2 separate regions of the Triticum aestivum genome follow, and region 1 is linked to region 2. A link is a contact called in public Hi-C data. All regions are on one chromosome and are shown on one strand. The core of a region is the stretch at or near the end of the contact, and the rest is flanking DNA. Distances in the headings are between cores, read along the strand shown.

Region 1 (5,795 bases), core at 1,783-4,282, 220 kb after region 2:
ACTACCAAACACGACATGCAGTGGTTAGTTCATTGCATGCAATACTATTAATTAGAAAACAAACATTAAGGTCTCTCGTTTTCCCCTCCTCCTTGGTCACGGTGCACAACCTAAGATGACTTACTCACCTAGACGGAGGGAGTATATCGTTGGATTCATATTTGAACATAATTTTCAATGATATAATTTTTGGTGACATGCATGAATATTTTGTTCATTAAATTTATGGTCAAAATTTGGCACAGAATACAATGAAGGACCAATAAACCAGAACGGAGGTAGTAGTTAGTTAAAGTAAAATATTGAAAACGTGTGCACTTTATATTTTCGGATGAAGCAACTATTGAATCGTAAACATAGCACATGAACTAATCAAAATAAATACATTTGTCTCGTATACTATGAGGATGGTGGGAAGAGATATATGTAACATCTCATAGGGAATAATATGGGAGACCGGTACAAGAGTTCCTATTCCTTTGGAAAAGGAGGTTGAAACCCCCGCCTCAGTATTTGATGCACACAAGCATATTTAATTATAGTTGATGTAGGCCAATGAAGCCAAATATCGGCAAGCAAAGTACATAACATGGGCAATCACGGTTGAACCATTACAAGATATGAAATTAACACCTATGACTAAATTAACTACTTTCGCAACAATGCCTCCAAAAAGTAATAACGTCCTTGCGTCGTTGTCGTTACGTCTTGTTAGAGAAGATGGAACAAGAACTTTCATCCTATGGTTGCCGAGACCAACCAATGAAGGTTGGGACAATGGCAAGGAGACAAGGTCTTCGACAAGGTAACGATGTCATTTTATCACTGTTGAGCCCAAACAATAAAAGTCAGGACAAGGGTTTTCACCCCGGACATGCAATGCTGCTCCGATCATCATCTTCGCTTCGGATATTCCGATAATTGCACTAGTCAGTACTTCACGCCATGCCGAAAAGGCACTAGCACATTGGTGAGAATTCTTCCCACCTTAGACCATCGTCACGGTCACGTTTGAATATTTTCACTCTTCGATGATTTGTTATGCCGTTAGTTTGAGCTTATCATGAACTAAAAATTATATAAACGGATATTTAAAGGATATGGTAGGATGATCAACTCCATATCGCCTGTCCGCGAACGAGTCCGAGCCAGTCCGGGACAGATACAGTCCGTTTTGGGGCCGACTAGAAACTGAGTGTAGTACATGAGGGGCATTGTGAATTTCTAAAAACGAGAAACACATGACACGTGTTGCAGCGAAAACAAAAGGAATATGACTGATGGAATGCATCGCTCTCTGTCTCAACCTCTACCATAAACATCACTTTTCCAACAATAGCACCAGCACTCATCCTAATAGCGGCTACGTGTCATAAGGAGATGGCATTGCATCACTACTAGAAAGGGATGCACCGTTCACATTGTGTGTTTTGACCAAACTTCGCTCTCGCTTTTGATCACATCAAATGTAAGCCATCGAGACCTTCAACCTTTTATATATAAATAAATGGTTTATCTTACATCCACGTGTCGTGCCACAATCACGCACGTGCAACAGAAACGGGCCTCCATTTCACGGTAGTACTAGTAGCTTGCAACATGTCCTCAATATTCTGAGGTATACAAGTTTGAAACAAGATGATGATAAAGAAATCATCAGGGAAGCAAAGATGTCTCAACTCAACCCGGCAATCCGACCCATGGGTTCGTGTGCCCATGGGCACCCGACCCGAATGGATAGGGTATGGGTTATCGACTTCACTCATGGGTCTTACCCATGGGTAATCCGATTAGTCGTGGGTAGTGTATGGGTTTAAGTGTATACCCGTGGGTTACCCGATGGGTCACCCGATTAATATAAATAATTAAATAAACTATTAATGCCCTATTGTAGTTTATTCATTAATCTAAATACACTGATATATGACATATCACGTCATCATCGGCAGCTCTACAGCAGTAATGAACACGGCCATCACCTGGCCTATTCTCACTTCTGGTATGTTACCCACACGTTAGGTATGGCCCATTTTTAACTTCAACAAGTGGCCCATGCAAAATAGCTAGCAGCAGGCTGCACTGCAGAGCGTTGCACATGTCCACTAGGCCCATAAAAGATGAATCATGTGTAGCGTAACACATGACATGCCCAGCGAACAGAAGAGAGGTTGGACCGTTTAGTACCACCTTGCCTGTGGGAGCGCATAGGAGGGGAGCTCCGTCTATAAATTGGAGACCGCTGGCTCATGCCGCTTGGAGTGAGCGCTGTATGTAAAATGCAACGTCTATGTCTCCTAAATAAAATAAAATATTTAAATTCCGTCAGACCCGATGGGTGCCCGATAGGATCGGGTCACCCGATGGGTTCGGGCGTGGGTCAAAGTCCAGACCCATGGGCAGGGTCGTGGGTCTAGGACAAACCCGATTTAGTAATAGGGTATGGGTCTGGTAGAGTTTGACCCGGGCAAACCTGACCTGACTGCCAGGTTATTCTCAACTCAACTAGACATCCCTTCACAAAGTATTGATAAAAAAATCAAGACGAGAACGATTCACTCCTTTTGGTCGGCTTCTGCTTGCGATTTCAGCTGGGTTGGTTAGATGAAATAACAATAGTGTCAGCAGGAGCTAATTAATTTGCCCCTCTTTGCGTCGGGGTTGAGGTCAGAACACTGCGCCGTACGACAAGGACATCCGGTCAAACAAGCTTTGACGGCTATGCTTCTACGGATGGGTTTGCATTTAGACACGCGACATCATTCCTGAACGGGGTGTGAAGCCAAGGAATACACCATTCTTTCTTTTTCTCCACTCCTTCCATCTTAGGAGCCAGCAAAGGGGAGCAACAATTTGGTGTCCGAGCTCAGCTACTCCCGAAATCCTTGGCGTTGGTTGTTGTCTCGGGATCCAAACAAATCCAGCTGGGTGGGAGAACTGCGGCACCGAATAACGAGGAAACCAGCAGTATACCGTACGGAACAGTGCTCCCCAGTGGGCCATTTTCGTAAGAAGCGACGTCAAGGCGCGCGGCTATCTTTCTGGTCCGTGGATCAGAAGGACGCGTTTTGGGCTGAGCCGTGGACCGGGATGTTAGTTTATAGTATACATAACTTACGTAGTAACTTAACTTGTCGTACTAACAAACCGAGCAATTCGTGCGTGACGTGCAGTGGGCCTCGGTAGGAAATTAGCGAAATCTTCTCGGTGAGTCAATTCAACCCCAACCCTCTCCCACGAACACCCCGATCTAGGAAGAGGTTCGCGAAACTTACTCTCACCTGGAGCCACTCCCTCAAACTATCATCGATGGAAGATGCGAGTCTTGTTCCTGCTGGATGCCATGGACCGGTCTTGATTTGTGTAGTCTCGATCCTTGGTCTTGATTTGTAGCTCCGCCCCCGTCGGCAGCTCATGCCTTGCCGTTCAACAATGACCGTGCTATGACTTGCAGATTCCCTCCGCGGTTGGACAACCTTGAGGATCTAGATTCAATCCCCCTTGCGGTATTGACGCGGCGTGATTCCTGCGAGGATGTGGTGGCGAACTCAAACGCTGACTCAGCGTGCGGTCTGGGAGATGGCGGCGGGAGTCTGGTGAGGCCGGATGGTGAGATTCGCCGGCGACTGAAGGCTCGGTCTGCTAAATCACCGATGGAACCCGGACGGCTCAGGCTACAACATAAAATCCGGCAGACTATGCGCCCACGTCCTAATCCGCCCGTAAGTTAACGCCTCTGGTCGCAATAAATGCGGAACAACCCATCCATTGTTTACAGAAGATATATTGTGAATACGTTCAAGAATACACAAAATGGCACAGATCTACACGTGAGTCAACAGGAGAGATTACAGGAGCAGCTGAACCCGAGCTCAGAAACGAATATTCGCCAGCAAAGATGATATTTGCATTGTTAGTGTCGTGCTGGTTTGGACAAAAAACCAAATGTGTGCAAATTGAATGCCATTAAAAAGACAGGTTTCCGTTTCCGGGCCAAGACGACTAGATCATTCCTAGTAGCATATTTAATGAATGCAGATGCAGAGCCAGCCTTTGTAGGAGTAGTTCACATCAAGAAAATCTCCATCACCTTCGCTTCACTACTTTTAGGTCTCATTTGGTTTGAACGAAATCAAAACGTAGGAATTAGAAGTAGTATAGGAATTTGATAGGATGGCACTTGCCATCCTAAGGAATTGACTTGCCTCGTTTCTACGTATAAAATGAGCTTTGAGTGGATGTGTAGTTTCCTCAAAAAACACAGGAAATGAGTAGTATTCCTACGAAATTTCTGTACGCATTTCCTACAAACCGAATGCATATATAGGAAATTTCCCTCCGGAATCCTTGTTCCTATGTTTTTCCTACGAAAATCCTCCAAACTGAATGAGGCCGACATGTCTATCTAAACGGGGGAAGACTTGTATAGCATCTGTCCTTTGGTGAGATCAAATTTTTTGAAGATGTAAAACATGTTCAAAAATTCTGAAAATTTTTGGAGACACACATTTATGTGTGATGTACAAGCTCAAAAAATTTCAGCTCCTAATTCGAAATACACTTAAGAGGACCAAACAAGACAAAATCAGATGTGTATTGTGTCAAATATTATTCACCCCAAAGCTGACACTATTCATAGTCGGGTTTGTCTTTTCGAATGTCTAACCACAGATTGAGTTTTGAGCTAAAAATTTTTGAGTTGTACACATACCCCGCAGGTCTGTTGTGTTTTTTTTCCAGATTTTTTCAGATTGTCTAAATATGAAATGTTTGGGTCGATCCTACGATCACACCTAAAGGGCAGATCCTATACTAGTCTCCCCCATCTAAACGCGGAATATCTAAACGCGGAATGCTTAGATAAATTTGACCCAAAGACAAAGTTAACTATCTAGAAACCATCTCTAGTAAGGGCATCTCCAATGATAACGTGCAAAAAATCCTCCTGCATTCGTCCGCGGTTAGTGTTCACATGATTTAAATGACGCTTAAAACGATAGACCCAAGAATCAAAATCTACATTCTTCTCAATCTTAGGGGCCGGGCCGGCATGATTCAAATGAGTGGAAGGAAGCGGTCCACCATAGACGGGTGGAGGTTCCACATGGGCAAAGATGCCGGTCCCATTTTTATCACTAGACAAGGAGCCTTCTCGCTCGAAGCTTCCCCTTGTCGGAGGTAGCATCCGTCACCTTATTAGCGGGATCACCCACTTTCAACGGTGCGGTTGTAAGTTTAAGCCCTTCTAAGAATTTATTCAACATGCTTTCGACCTTGGTCGTCATGGAGGTTTTCAATGTGTCCAACGCCACATTGAATTCCTCACGAGAGACCGCGGTTCCCCCATCTCCCGTAGACGAGACAGGATTCTCACCGGAGTGCTCCTCCGCACCGTCTACGACGTCAACCATACTCTTTGGACGGTAAAGTCCTTAATAAAGAGACGAGGCTCTGATACCAATTGAAAGGATCGATATAGTTGACTAGAGGGGGGTGAATAGGCAACTAACAATTTTTAGCTTTTCTTTACCAAATTAAACTTTGCATCAAAATAGGTTGTCTAGATATGCAACTAAGTGAGCAACCTATATGATGCAACGACAACAAGCACGCAAGCAAGTAAGAGATATAACACAAGTAAACTAGCGAAAGTAAAGGAACAAGATAACCAAGAGTGGAGCCGGTGGAGACGAGGATGTGTTACCGAAGTTCCTTCCTTTTGAGGGGAAGTACGTCTCCGTTGGAGCGGTGTGGAGGCACAATGCTCCCCAAGAAGCCACAGGGGCCACCGTATTCTC
Region 2 (5,309 bases), core at 1,483-3,982:
CTTGGTGTGCCTTTGGGGTGCCCTCTACCCACATATATAAAGGAGGGAGGGAGAGAGAGGAGGCCGGCCATAGGGGGCGCGCGCCATAGGGGAGTCCAACTAGGATTCCCAATCCTAGTTGGAGTCCCATTCCTTTCCAAGAGAGGGAGAGAGAGGGAAGGAGGAAGAGGGGAGAAGGAAAGAGGGGGCGCCGCCCCCTCCCTAGTCCAATTCGGACTGGCCATGGGGGGGGGCGGTCTCCCTTGTAGCCCTCCTCTCAACATATTAAGTAAAACTACAGAAAAAACCCAAAACTGGCCAGAAACCTTCTAGAAGGTTCCCAAACCGGGATCCCTCAGCAAGGAAAATAACAACCATGCCTGGGCCGGCCCAACTCGACGCGACATATGGCTCGCTTTAGGGAAAGCTCATCTGTTTGCCGCTCATGTTACTGAAAAAAATAATCTGTTTGTCGGGCGTCAAATAGGAATTGTCCCCAACAAACCACGAATTCACTAATTGAGGAGTACTCCTTGCAAAGATCACTACCTCCTCCCCAGGTTGCGACAAGTGGTAACCTGGGAGTTTTTCCTTTTTTCATAGATTCGTTTATTCAAAATGTTTTATCTCTTACCATGCGTCCAAATCTCGAACCATTTTCACCATTGGATTCCTCGCGATGAAATCTTGAAAACTAGATTCCATATTGATAAGTGTTGGCGAACTTTTTTTAAGAAAAAAACCAGATGAAAAAACCGAACCAGGAGCATGGTTTTTTCCCTTTCCAAAAGAGACACGGCCGTGCCTCTCGCGCGAGCAAAACCATGCTTCACGCGGAAGGAAAAAAAAGAAAACGCATTTTTTTCGTTTCCGAGAGGCACGGCCGTGCCTCTCGCGACAGCATAACCGTGCATCTTACTCGAGCAAAGCCGTGCCTTTGCGAAAGGAAAAAAACAGAAAACGTGTTTTTTCCCGTTTTCCAGAGGCATGGCCGTGCCTCTCGCGGAAACAAAACCGTGCCTCTTGCGGAAGAAAAAAAACAAAAAATGCAACTTTTTCCTTTCCTGAGAGGCACGACCGTGCCTCTTGTGAGAGCACAACTGTGCCTCTCGCAGAAGCAAAACCGTGCCTCTCGTGGAAGGAAAAAAAATAGAAAATACGTTTTTTTCGTTTCCAAGAGGCACGGCCGTGCCTCTCACGAAAGCAAAACCATGCCTCTCGCGGAAGCAAAACCGTGCCTCTCGCGGAAACAAAATAAAAAAAGTAAACACGTTTTTTTCCCGCGTTTTTTTTGTCTAAAAGCTAAAGAAGACATTTTTTCATTTTTGCGAACCGTTTCCAAGTAGTGAACTTAAAAAAAACCATGAACTTTTCTCAATGCTGTGGCACTTTTTTTTCCAAATTTCCTAAACCTTTTTCAAAATGTTGAACTTCTTTACTTTTGTGAACCTTTTCCTTTTAAAAAAATGTCAATAGTCAACTCTTTGTGGTCAACGGTCAACGATCAACGATCGATGATCGCCTGGTCAACGGTGGCAGGTCTACCAGTTAACCGATTTAAAACTAAACGTAGTTGGGCCGGCCGATATGGTCCTGCGTGTGAGTGACAGTTATCTTATCTGGTGCCAATTAGAAGCTCTCGCGAAGGAAGGGGTTGTGGCTGGAGCGCCAGTTATCATATCTCGCGCCAATTAGGAGCTCTTGTGAAGAAGGAGTTGTGGCTAGGAATTAAGCTAATGGCAAACAAACCAATTTTTTTGGGCGTGTGTTTAATTTCTAACCCTAGTGTGGCGGCCGCCGCCATTGGCGCCTGCACGGTTGCAGGCCTGCAACACTGCATGGATGCATCCATTACATTCCTTGGCTTATAAAATTTCCAAGAGCTTAGACTTCATGCACAACTCCTTTGAAATACAATAAATAAAATCCAATAGAAATCATTCCTAACTATTAGATTCCTATAAATTAAATAACACCAAGAGCAAACATTCTACGGTTCACAATTTTATAAAAATTAAAAGAGCCCTAAACTTTCACACAGTAGACAAAACAAGCCCATGCAGACCGTGAAGGAGTAAAACTTCTATTTGTCGCCTTGGTTATAGTGTTTTTTGTAAACCGACGCATACCCATGTAGGTATTTTTTCATTGGTTTTTTTGGGAAGCTTTTTATGATTGTTTTGATGCGCGCGGAAAATGCGTGCGGAAAATAAAAAATTATTCAAAGCAACTATTCTATGGATCACAGTCTTATAAAAATTAAAGGAGCCCTAAACTTTCACGCATTAGAAAAACAAGCCCATGCAAACTGTGAAGGAGTACAACTCCTATTTGTCGCCTTACACGTCGGTTATAGTGCTTTTTGTAAACCGGCGCACACCCATGTAAGTATTTTTTCACTAGGCTTTTGGGGAAGCTTTTCATGATTATTCTGATGCGTGGGAAAATGCACGGTACAACTCCTATGTGAAAAACAAAAAAGTAAAAAAGCCTGTAAAAAACCGATTAAAAAGCCAAAAGTGCGTGCGGAAAATAAAAAAATCTGAAGAGAGTGCCCAGAGCACGACACGTGGTGGCGGCTAAGGGCGTGCCAAATGAGAAGATCTCAACCGACCCACAAGTGATAGTTGCAAGGCTCCCGAAAGAGCGCTTGTCAACTAGTTGCCCCAACAAACCCAAATCGATACGTGCTGGGAAAAGTTAAAGAAAAAAAAGAGAGTGCCCATTGGGTTCCAGCCCAGCCCGCGCACCTAGCCCACCAAGCCCGGCATTCCTGTCGGACCCAAGCCAAACCCTCGCATTCCGCAGTGATATATAAATAGCAGCACTAGGGTTACCCGCTTCGCCTTCTGCACACAGTTTGCGCCGCCGCTGCCGCCGTCCGCTCTACCCCAGGTGAGCACGCGCTACAATCCCTCCTGCCTCTTCGCCGATCTGCCGCTGCCGAAGCCATCACTTTCGCGTAGTTCCTTCGCGGAGGTCATATTCTCCCGCTGTTCTAGCGTTCAGCGTTGAGCGACCGGGACTCCGGCGCGTTTGGTATTTGCAGTTTGCGGCTCTAATGGTTGCAGATCTAATGGTCTCGGCTGTTTCTGGCATCGCAGGCAAGGAAGGGAGGAGCGGCGATGTCGCACCGCAAGTTCGAGCACCCGAGGCACGGTTCCCTCGGCTTCCTCCCCAGGAAGCGCTGCTCTCGCCACCGCGGAAAGGGTATGCACACCGAGTAACACTTGCATTAGAGCACCGATTCCATGGCGGGCCGTTTCTTTCCATGCTGATGTTATTGAGTGTTGTTTTCACACATAGCCTATAGTCTATCTCATTGTGCTTGTAAGGTTGTTTGATTCGGATGTACTAGTATGTTTTGTTGATACACTATATTGAATCCTGTAAATAGTAGCAAATGGTGCTTCACACCTTTCTAGAATTTCATTGCGAACTTCAGTAGTGTCAAATAGTTTTCGTTCCCTGAAATCTGTCTTAAAAATCCCTTGCACATCTATTCTTTCTTCAAATAAGGCAATTCTATTAAAAATTGCTGTTACCCTGTAACTATTTGTTTCCTTGGTTTTACAGTTCAGTGAATACTTATCTGGAGTTTGTCTTAGTAGTCTGTTTTTTCTTATGCAGTGAAGTCCTTCCCCAAGGATGACCAACAGAAGCCTTGCCACCTCACTGCCTTTCTGGGCTACAAGGCTGGAATGACCCACATTGTTCGTGAGGTCGAGAAGCCCGGATCCAGTATGTCTAACCCTTCCATTATTCTAATCACGTTTGTTTCATTACTGAAAATAATGAACAGGAACAATTCTTGTTTAGTAAATAATACAGTAACATGACCTTCAAGTAGCAATAGGCACGTAGATGCATGCATAGCTTGTTATTTAGTTTATCATGCTGGCCGGATACACTGTCCCTTCATGTTATATTTGCCAACCAAAGTTATCTTCTTTTAATAGGGCCCTGCATGTTATATTTGCTTGATTGTTTGCTCTTGTTGATTCTTAAGATCGCAAATGGTTGTTGTTACATCTTGCAGAGCTCCACAAGAAGGAAACCTGTGAGGCTGTTACCATCATTGAGACCCCTCCTCTGGTCATTGTTGGTCTTGTGGCCTATGTGAAGACCCCACGTGGCCTTCGCACTCTCAACTCTGTCTGGGCTCAGCACCTTAGCGAAGATGTGAGGAGAAGGTTCTATAAGAACTGGTGCAAGAGCAAGAAGAAGGCGTTCACAAAGTATGCCCTCAAGTATGACAGTGATGCAGGCAAGAAGGAAATCCAGTTGCAGCTTGAGAAAATGAAGAAGTACGCCACTATAGTCCGTGTTATTGCCCATACTCAGGTGTGAATGGCCATTTCCCTGTTCATCTTGGTCAAGTATTCTGTTTATTGTAAAATGTTTCACTCACCATTACTATGCCATTTCTGAATATCAGATTAGGAAGATGAAGGGCTTGAAACAGAAGAAGGCTCACCTCATGGAGATCCAGGTTAATGGTGGCACCATCGCAGACAAGGTTGACTATGGCTACAAGTTCTTTGAGAAGGAAGTCCCAGTTGAAGCGGTCTTCCAGAAAGATGAAATGGTTGACATCATTGGTGTCACCAAGGGTAAGGGGTACGAAGGTGTCGTCACTCGCTGGGGTGTGACCCGCCTTCCCCGCAAGACCCACAGGGGTCTCCGAAAGGTTGCCTGTATCGGTGCCTGGCATCCTGCTAGGGTTTCCTACACTGTTGCTCGTGCTGGTCAGAATGGTTACCACCACCGCACAGAGATGAACAAAAAGATTTACAAGATGGGCAAGTCTGGACAGGAGTCTCACGAGGCCTGCACTGAGTTTGACAGGTATCTTTGAGTGAATCTGATTAGGTGCATGCTCTCATCTGTTGTGCTCTTGAACATTTTCCATGAAACTGACGGCAATGGTGGTGCTTGCAGGACTGAGAAGGACATCACCCCGATGGGTGGCTTCCCTCACTATGGTGTGGTGAAGGGTGACTACCTCATGATCAAGGGCTGCTGTGTGGGCCCCAAGAAGAGAGTGGTGACCCTCCGCCAGTCCCTGTTGAAGCAGACCTCGCGGTTGGCCCTTGAGGAGATCAAGCTCAAGTTCATCGACACCTCATCCAAGTTCGGGCATGGCCGGTTCCAGACCACTGACGAGAAGCAGAAGTTCTACGGCAGGCTCAAGGCTTAGGCTGCGACAGATCTTATCCCATAGTGTTACCAGCTTTTTTTCTTGCTTTGTGGCAGATTGTTTGGGAACCGGTTTATGCATTGCAATTGCAACTCTGAGCTGCTGCGAATGTTTGAACTGATGAGGTTTA

What was found. Hi-C and Micro-C count contacts between places; a contact is called where the count stands out from the background.
Region 1: a contact with region 2 is called in a Hi-C map of leaf, with 4 times the contacts expected there. The contact joins the enhancer-like site here to the promoter of LOC123120076 in region 2. A contact is called at or near these places in 2 of 5 Hi-C or Micro-C datasets (both in leaf).

Annotation. Positions count from the first base shown.
Region 1 is chr5D:205,912,854-205,918,648 of IWGSC CS RefSeq v2.1, forward strand. No RefSeq gene overlaps it. Among protein-coding and RNA genes, the nearest start is that of LOC123120078, 16 kb to the right of the region's middle. Within about 2 kb of position 3,033, at least 8 of the 8 cell types and tissues checked have an H3K27ac peak or open chromatin away from gene starts, as enhancers often do. A contact at or near this core is called in leaf, where this site is marked.
Region 2 is chr5D:205,696,004-205,701,312 of IWGSC CS RefSeq v2.1, forward strand. It overlaps LOC123120076 (60S ribosomal protein L3), which reads left to right and starts at 2,733. Exons shown (of 6, transcript XM_044540080.1): 1 at 2,733-2,874; 2 at 3,084-3,189; 3 at 3,610-3,720; 4 at 4,019-4,323; 5 at 4,418-4,827; 6 at 4,921-5,309. The coding sequence starts at 3,105. The coding sequence ends at 5,179.